Regions from separate parts of the Mus musculus genome. Here region 1 is linked to region 2. A link is a contact called in public promoter capture Hi-C data. All regions are on one chromosome and are shown on one strand. The core of a region is the stretch at or near the end of the contact, and the rest is flanking DNA. Distances in the headings are between cores, read along the strand shown. Region 1 holds the start of Mga (MAX gene associated). Region 2 overlaps Tyro3 (TYRO3 protein tyrosine kinase 3).

Region 1 (4,236 bases), core at 920-3,419, 80 kb before region 2:
ATTCCTGGGCTAGAGAGATAGTTCAATGGTTGTTAAGAGTACTGATTGCTCTTCCAGAGGTCCTGAGTTTAATTCGCAGCAACCGCATGGTGGCTCACAACCATCTGTAATGGGATCTGATGCTTTCTTCAGATCTGATGTGTCTGAAGACAGTGACAATGTACTCGTATAAATTAATCTAAAAAAAAGAGAAATTCTCAGTCCCCCCACTACACATATTCACACTCTCTAACAGACGTCATTTAAAACAATGTAGCAAGATGCATTAATTGTAACTTTGGGAAATTTTTATTATAATGGTCACCCTGATACAACCCATAAAACACACTATGTAGCAACCCAATTAAATGATTTACATACTCAACTACACCAAGTCAAAATTCGAAATCAATATATTACTTTTAAAACACAAATTTCAAATGATGGTCAACACATTCTAAATGTTGCCCATGCTAACCATGTCCTTTTAAACGATAAATGTACTACTATACAGGAGGCTCACTATGGTGTTTGTCTTTTGATTAAATTAAATCGCATTTTGAAACTCAAATTTTTTACATATCTCCATTTGTAGGTATTAATCTGAAACAATTCAAGTTAACAAGCTTTTAGTTGCCTATGGGTTACTAAGTAGAACCTGAAAAACTAACCTTTACTGCAGAAATGGACAGCAAATTTGAAATAAATATGCCAATGCACCCAGGGAATGAAATTTCAGGTCTTTCACTTGTGTTGCAGTTAAGTGGACACAACTTACTACCTATGTATAAAAAAATAAAACAGCCTCCAGTTACTCGCTTTTCAGCTAGCCACAAACATGAAAAAAATGTCGCAAAGAAAACTCTTCCAGGGTAGAGTCCCAAGGATCACGTGCAGCCAGGCGGAACCCTGTGTTCCTAAGGCTGTTCAGCCGCTTTCGGTTACCTTGGAGACTACACAACTAGTCACCCCGCCAGCCCATTTCCCAGCAGTCCTCTCGCTACTCTCCTGCACCTTAACTGCAGCAGCGTCGTGCGCAAAAAGCCAGCAAGACAGGCAGAGTTGACCAAGCACTTGGACACGCAAGCTTGGCAAGCTCAACAACACCCACAGACTGAGCATAAGTGAGCCCTAACTTCTCAAGATCCACGTGTCGGCTTCGGCGACGCGAACAAGAGTGGGTCTCCCTCAGACGGAGATTTTTCCCGTTCTACTAATCAAGCCACTCTTCAGGCACTCTTCACCCATGCCTGCTACCATCCTTTTGCCAGAGAAAAAGAGACATTCTTGGGGAACGAAAGAGAAGGCTAATGCCCTTGCGCACCTTACACTCGACTCAAAGACGTACTTGAAAATTCAACAGAAACGGGAAGTCCTATGGACAGAAAACCAGTCAGGTTACCCCAGAAAGAGAAAAAGGAACCACCACCTGTTCCCTACCTGTTTTCTCCGCCTTCGAATTAGCACTTACAAATCACAGCTCCTTTGTTTACAAAGTTCTCACTCTCATTCAACTCACTCATCGCCCCCTCATTAAATTCGGGGCCTTGCCTCAATTTGACCCGAAATTACACGCTAGGAAATGTTTGAATAGGTGTCAAAACACTGCATCCAGTTCCTTGGAGAAACAGACATTGGTTGTTTCCCTCGGAGAGTTGAAACTCAGAGAGCTGAACTCTTAAAACCTGTGCTTATTCCATCGATAACCAGGCTAGAAATCGTCACGCGGAACGTGCCATGCTGTTCAACACCCCACGCACGCGAGGGCAGGGCCGTGCCGTAGGCACTTCTCACCCCGCCCGCCTCGTGGTCTCGGTCTCCGGCGTCGATGTTCCTAGTTAGTTCTCCGAGCGACACGGAAGTGAGGTCGGGGAGGCGTGCGAGATGACATGCGCAACTCGCTCAAGGGACCAAAGGCTGCACAGCGTAAGGCCCAGCCAGGCCCAGGCGTGCGAAGCTCTCTCTGCGGAACGCTGGGCAAGCCGTTCAAATACACAAGTGGTTTAAACTCAAAAAAACTCCAATCGGGCCACTATTGAAGCGACGCCCTCCACCCAGGCCCGAGAGTTACCGTGCGGGGCGTGGCCGGCCTCACCCCGAGTCCTTCACATCCCTCTAGGGGAGGGTTATTCTGAAGGGTTCGCACACCGTGTGTCCGCTTCAGCTGAAGAGCCTGCGCACGCACCGGATGTCCACGTCACTGCGCACGCGCTCCTACCAGCTTGGAGCCGACCGCGCAGGCGCATAGGGAGGCGCGAGCAGCACCTCTTTGCCCCTCCCCCAACATCAGGAGGCCAAACAGCCCGGAGCAGCGTCAGGACCCTTGGGTTCCGCCCACGGAGCCGAAGCCGTAGCCTTTTCGCATTTTAGTAATCCAGAAAGAACTTATGAAGCTTCCAGAATCAGGAAAGGAGAGACAGGAGAGAGGTACACAATACGCTCAATCCTGTATTCGAAGCCTTCGTGAAAATTCTGAAACCACTGCCCTCCAGGCCTTTCCCAACAAGACTCTTCAGCCTTTCCCAGAGACTTCTCACCGGCCCCGCCCCTGCCGTACCCAGCCCCACCCACATGAAGCTTCATAGACCTCCTGGCTTCGCAAATCCTTCAAAAAAAAAAAAAAAAAAAAAAAAAAAACGGAGGACCTCCTGTACAAAGTGCTATGGGGTTGGAAAGTACCAGAACACTGGAAAAGCTTGAAGCAAACACCACGAAAGAAGAGTAAGCAATTTTCCAATATTCGCCAACAAAGAACACTAGGAAAATTCGAGAAAGCCTTGTTGAGCGCAGAGAATGGAAGTTTATGCCTATATTCTCAACACTGAGGCTGAAGCAGGATTGCTGCGAGTTCGAGGCTAACCTGAATTCTATAGTGAGTTCACGTTCCAGAGTAGGCTAGGCTGCCAAGACACCGTGCTGGAATGAAAAGCAAAGCAAAGAAAGGTTCTATAAAGGAAAAAGAGCTGCCACTAAATTGCCTGATACCAAGATGAAAGATGTCTTAAAAAGAAATGGTCAAGAATATTTTTGTTGTTGTTGTTGCTTCTTCAAGACAATGAAGCTTAAAAATGTAAAGAAAACATTAACCAACAATGTATATTTTTGTTGTTGTTGTTGCTTCTTCAAGACAATGAAGCTTAAAAATGTAAAGAAAACATTAACCAACAAGTATGTCAGACAATTGCCAAACTAAGTCAGAGAGCAATAATTCTCAACCAAACATCAAAAATTTTAGGTTTTTTTCTCTACCATTTACTACTTTCATGCTGCTAACCTACCAGTAAATGTTTAAAGTGAAAAGGAGTAATTACGAAATAATTAAGTAGAAAACATAAAATGCAGTCCATATTCCCAAACTTTTCACTCTCAAGAGATAATAGAAAAACTTATTTTGTGCTAAGTGACAATACAAACACTTTGAAGGAAACCAAGAATGTAAGGATGGAGCCAAGAGGAAGGACAAGGATAGCCAACAGGGTTGATCTGACTTGCTTCGTTTCACTTAGCTATTTATTCCTGAGGAGATACGCAACACATAGGCAGAAACTGAACTAAAGTTTACAGACTTCTGAAATCCATGATTCAGGAAAACCATTCAAGATCTTAGAAGACTGAAAACCATTTCTTTAACACGTTCCTCTTCTCTGACTCAAGAACCTTTCCTACTAAACCAAGATGCCTTCTCGAGGGTTATAATGGTTTCTCAAAAAAATCTCATTTTTCTGAGACTAAAATTTGAGTTTATTTACTAGTAAAATGTCTGCCCCTAAGGTATGAATGACTCGGTAGCATCTCAAAAAAAGACAACCCAAATAGCATCTCTAATTGGAAAAATCTACGAGAACAACTTGCATGGGAAAGTACAACAGAAATGCTCTTTGGTGCTCTTTCCCTGCTCCAAGCAAACATGAAATACCAGATTTCAATTTTCAACAATTACTGATTTTCATTACTGAGTAGCTAGTTTCCTGAGCATATTGTCAATCACTTTCCCAAAATCCTAAGAATGTCTGCCCTCACATTCAGGGCTTTCTCATTGTTTTCTCTGAAGACCTCTTCTCACAATTTCTAGAGCTTCTTGCAGACCTCCATTGCTGACTCAAAAGGCATGACTTTCTTACAACTCCATCTCCCTACAGGTGACAAGATTTACAGCTTGCTCACCCTACTGCTTTTCTCTCAACTACTGAAATGGTCCTCCAGATTAATTTGTTTTAGGTAACAACAAATTTCTAAGATGCAGCATTAGATCCCTTA
Region 2 (3,886 bases), core at 384-2,883:
TTAGCTATGTGGAAACCTGACCTGTAGAACCAGCAACAGGTTTTTCAGGACACTTGCTCCGGGAAGGGGCCTACCTCATTCCATTGCCCTCAGCCAGCAGGGCTGTGGCTCTGCCTCTCCCAGTTTCCGTCCCGGCAGAGACATGATCTGCTTGCCTCCTGTTGCGGAAAGCCAGGAGCTCACGTGGAAATGAGGTTGCAGGTGGAAATACTGGGAAACAACTCTGTTTCTAAGAGGCTCACCTTTCTTTGACTACTGATTCCCAGGTTCCCGCAGGGGTGGAGAGATGAGGACCCAGGGAAATGTTTGGTAGTGGGTGTAGAGTGCCTCTGTTCCAACTTAAATGTCAAAATGTTTGCACTTCCCAGAGTCCAGTGGGAGTTATTACTGTGGGGTGGTGGGATTACAGACATTCTACACTTTCCTAGTTGTCTACAAAGATTATATATTATCTTGAACATGGTAAGAATTACTGGGGTCTATCTAATCTGCTTATGAGAAGCACACTGGGTTGAACTTTAAGATACAGTAAGAAAAAGGTTTCCTTAATCATATCACGTAAAGATAACTGTCTACACTCCGGCATGTCTTTTCTAGACTTTTCTCTGTGCAAGAATGCTTCATTGTTTTGTGATCCAAAAGGGGAAAAAAGTAAACATTTAAAAGACAAAGCCTTGGGTTGGGAATGGTAGCACGTGCCTTTAATCCCAGCACTCAGAACAAGGCAGGTCCATCTTTGTGAGTTCCAGACCAGCTGGGGATACCTAGTTAAGACCCTGTCTCAAAACAACAAAAACTCCAAACAACCAATATCAGTAAAAAACAAAACAAAGCTTTGATTCTTTATGTTTCAATTTTATTTGTTTTGAAACAGCAACTTAATAGCTTAGAAATGTTCCTAACAGCAAGAGCCTGCCCAAGAGCCTGCCTCAACCCCAGCCCTGGTTCCACCCCAGCCCTGGTTCCTGGAACTTTTCTTACCCACATCAGCCATCAGTAGTCTCTCTGGAGACTTGGGACAAACGAGGATGTCCATTTAGAGAGGAGGGTAGACCTAAGGGTCATCATGTGGGAGGGCTGGGCTCAGACAAAACTGCCTCTGTTAGTTTTGGGGTATCTGGGGGCTTGGTAGCATGCTCAGACAGACTGTAGAAGCTTGGAGGGGTCCTGAAATGCCTGACTCCTGGACCAGCCCCTTAGCACCTCTCCACCTGCCAGACTCAGACCCTGCCTTTTGAAGTCGGATCTCTGTAACCTTTTGTCCTTCAGCATGCCTCAGAGCCCCACAGCCAGTTCCAGGCCTTTGCAGGGTGGGGAATCAGGAAGATGATGAGGATTCAGACCTGAGAATATCCCACCATTTCCTGCCATAGGGCTTAGGGACCCAAGTGTGCCAATCCCTTCCTAATCATCACCTAAAAGGGAACAATACATGGACATCTCTTTGTGACTTAAGAGGGGCAAACCTGGCATTTCGGCCCAAGTGTGGTGGGCAGTGCTGAGTTCCAGGCTGCAGGCGGCTCCAAGCATGCACTAAAGTAGGAGCAGCTCAGCCAGGAGGGTAGGGGCCCACAGGGCTGTTGCTACCCTCCCTTACTGCCATCCACACCCATGGTACCCATGGAAACATAGCCACCCTCCCCTCCTGCCAGCTGCCTGCATTCAGGCAACCAGCTCTGGCTCACCTCCTCTAAGCCAAGGCCTGAACTGATGCCAGGCTGGCCAGAGCGGCTGCAGGAAGAACTGGGATTGGGCAATTTGGTCCGTCCAGGCGCCAGCACAGCTTGGGAGGGCTACCACAGGAGCCTCCATACCTTGCTGCCTGGGCTGTGATCAGACTGGGCCTAGTCAGGCAGCACAGCGGTCAGCAGAGCCAGGGGCCCCAACTTTCCTCTGCCTGAGGGTTAACAGCTACTGTGAGGCAGTAGCCCTTGCTGCAGCAACAACAGCCTCTGGTTCTCATTGAGGGGGCTTTCTGGCTGCTGCTCCAGCTGCCCTGGTGACTCGGATAGCCCTCCGGGGCTGAAGATGTACCGAGAGTCACTGGGGATGCCACCTACTGCCCCCACGCCACTGCCGTCCCCTGCCTCGCTGCTGGATCGCTCTCCACAGTGGACCTCAGGGCTGCCACTCTCAGTAGGCTGCTCAGCTCTCTCAATGTTGATGTACAAGGGGTCCTGGCTGGTGGACAGCACAGACAGGTGGCCCAGAATGTTCTCCAGTTCCATTCGCAGACACGTGAAGCTTGGGCGCTGCTTGGGGTCGGCGCTCCAGCACTGGTACATGAGATCATACCTGAGGTAAAAGAATACGGGGACATAGTAGCCACAAAGCAGAGGACCTCCCGACCATATGACGCTGAGATGGGAAAATAACTCATTCTTTTAACAGTACTGTAGAAGGATAACTACGTGTCGGGTTAAATTATATGCATTTCGTGTATGTATATATGTGTGTGTGAATGCATACATGCTCATGACCTCATGCATGTACCTCAGCACACTTGTTCGAAGTCAAAGGTCAAGTTTTAGGGACTGGCTCTCTCCTACAACGTGGGTCTATGGGATCGAACTTAGGCCTTCTGGCTTGGCAGCAAGCACTCTTACCTGCTCTGCCATCTTGCCAGACCTACATTTAACAGTTCCTATGTAAAATATGGAAATTGAAGTGTGGAGAGATGGCTCAGCAGTTTCAATAGTGCTTTGGCTTTCACTACTTGCCTTTGCGTCCTGAGTACTGAGATTATAGGCCTGTGCCAACATCACCCAGCTTAAAAATAAATCTTTAAAAAAATACTAGTTCAAGATGGGCAGTGGTAGCGCACGCCTTTAATCTCAGCACTTGGGAGGCAGAGGCAGGTGGATTTCTGAGTTCAAGGCCAGGCTGGTCTACAGAGTGAGTTCCAGGACAGCCAGGGCTACACAGAGAAACCCTGTCTCAAAAAACCAAACCAAGGGCTGGAGAGATGGCTCGGGTTAAAGAGTACCAACTGCTCTTCTGGGGGTTCTGAGTTCAATTCCCAGAACCACATGGTGGCTCACAACCATCTGTGATGGGATCTGATGCCCTCTTCTGGTGTGTCTGAAGACAGTGACAGTGTACTCATATAAATAAAATAAATAAATCTTTAAATAAAAAATCCTTAGTGAAGTAGCAAGTAACAGAGCAGGCTTTCATGGGATGCATACCTGTAACCTTGGCACTCAGGAGGTGGAGGCAGGAGGACTGGCACCAGTTTGAGGCAGGCTTAAGATACAGTTTGAGTATGAGCGACATAGCAAAGCCCTATTTCAGAAAATAAAACACAGGCCTGGAATGCAGTCGGTTGGTAGGATGCTTGCTCAGTGTGCACAGAGTCCCAGGTATGACCTCCAGTACCTCATAAGTGCTACACCGCTGGGATTCTGACACTTGGGCGTGGTGGCAGGAGGATCTGAAGTCTAGGGTACCTCTCAGCTCTAAGCTCATGTGAGACTAGTCTAAGATAAGTGAGATCATCTCAAACAAGTTCCCCAAAGCCACAGAACTATGACTTGAAGCCACAAGGGCTAGCTAGTGCCCATCTTTCTTCTGAGCAGTCTCAGGAGGGGACTAAAATAAAAGCACTTTTGTCTTACACAAAAGACTGGAGGCAGGATTGTTTTTCTTGTTTTTTGGCCTACAGCCTAGCGTATATTAAGCAAGTACTCTACTGCCGAGTTACCATATCCCAGACCCTGGACTCGGGGTTATCTTTTGAGGGGGCAGACATGTACTTTTCCTCTTTTGTCCCAAGTCCACACGAGGCAGCACCCACTCATGTATGCTTACATTTTCAGAAAAGTTTCCAGTCCTCTTTCTCTGCCAAGAATACCCCACCTGCACTCTTTAGCCTTACAAATTCTCT

The links. Promoter capture Hi-C pulls out the DNA fragments that hold promoters and counts their contacts.
Region 1: a contact with region 2 is called in a promoter capture Hi-C map of hippocampal neurons, with 1.7 times the contacts expected there. The contact joins the promoter of Mga here to the enhancer-like site in region 2. A contact is called at or near these places in 4 of 39 promoter capture datasets (the 3T3-L1 cell line, embryonic stem cells, hippocampal neurons and 1 more), 1 of 15 datasets of contacts at CTCF or cohesin (the NIH/3T3 cell line), 12 of 484 Hi-C or Micro-C datasets (B cells, the G1E-ER4 cell line, cerebral cortex and 4 more), 10 of 115 datasets of contacts at active chromatin or transcription factors (differentiating embryonic stem cells, embryonic forebrain, embryonic hindbrain and 6 more) and 5 of 9 other capture datasets (adipose tissue, embryonic stem cells, liver and 2 more).

What each region holds. Positions count from the first base shown.
Region 1 is chr2:119,895,161-119,899,396 of GRCm38.p6, reverse strand. It overlaps Mga (MAX gene associated), which reads right to left and starts at 2,169. Exons shown (of 24, transcript NM_013720.2): 1 at 2,051-2,169.
Region 2 is chr2:119,815,053-119,818,938 of GRCm38.p6, reverse strand. Tyro3 (TYRO3 protein tyrosine kinase 3) reads right to left here. Exons shown (of 19, transcript NM_019392.2): 19 at 835-2,295. The coding sequence ends at 1,905. Among named protein-coding and RNA genes, the nearest start is that of Tyro3, 17 kb to the right of the region's middle. Within about 2 kb of position 1,633, at least 72 of the 459 cell types and tissues checked have an H3K27ac peak or open chromatin away from gene starts, as enhancers often do. A contact at or near this core is called in cerebral cortex, cortical neurons, differentiating embryonic stem cells and 2 more, where this site is marked.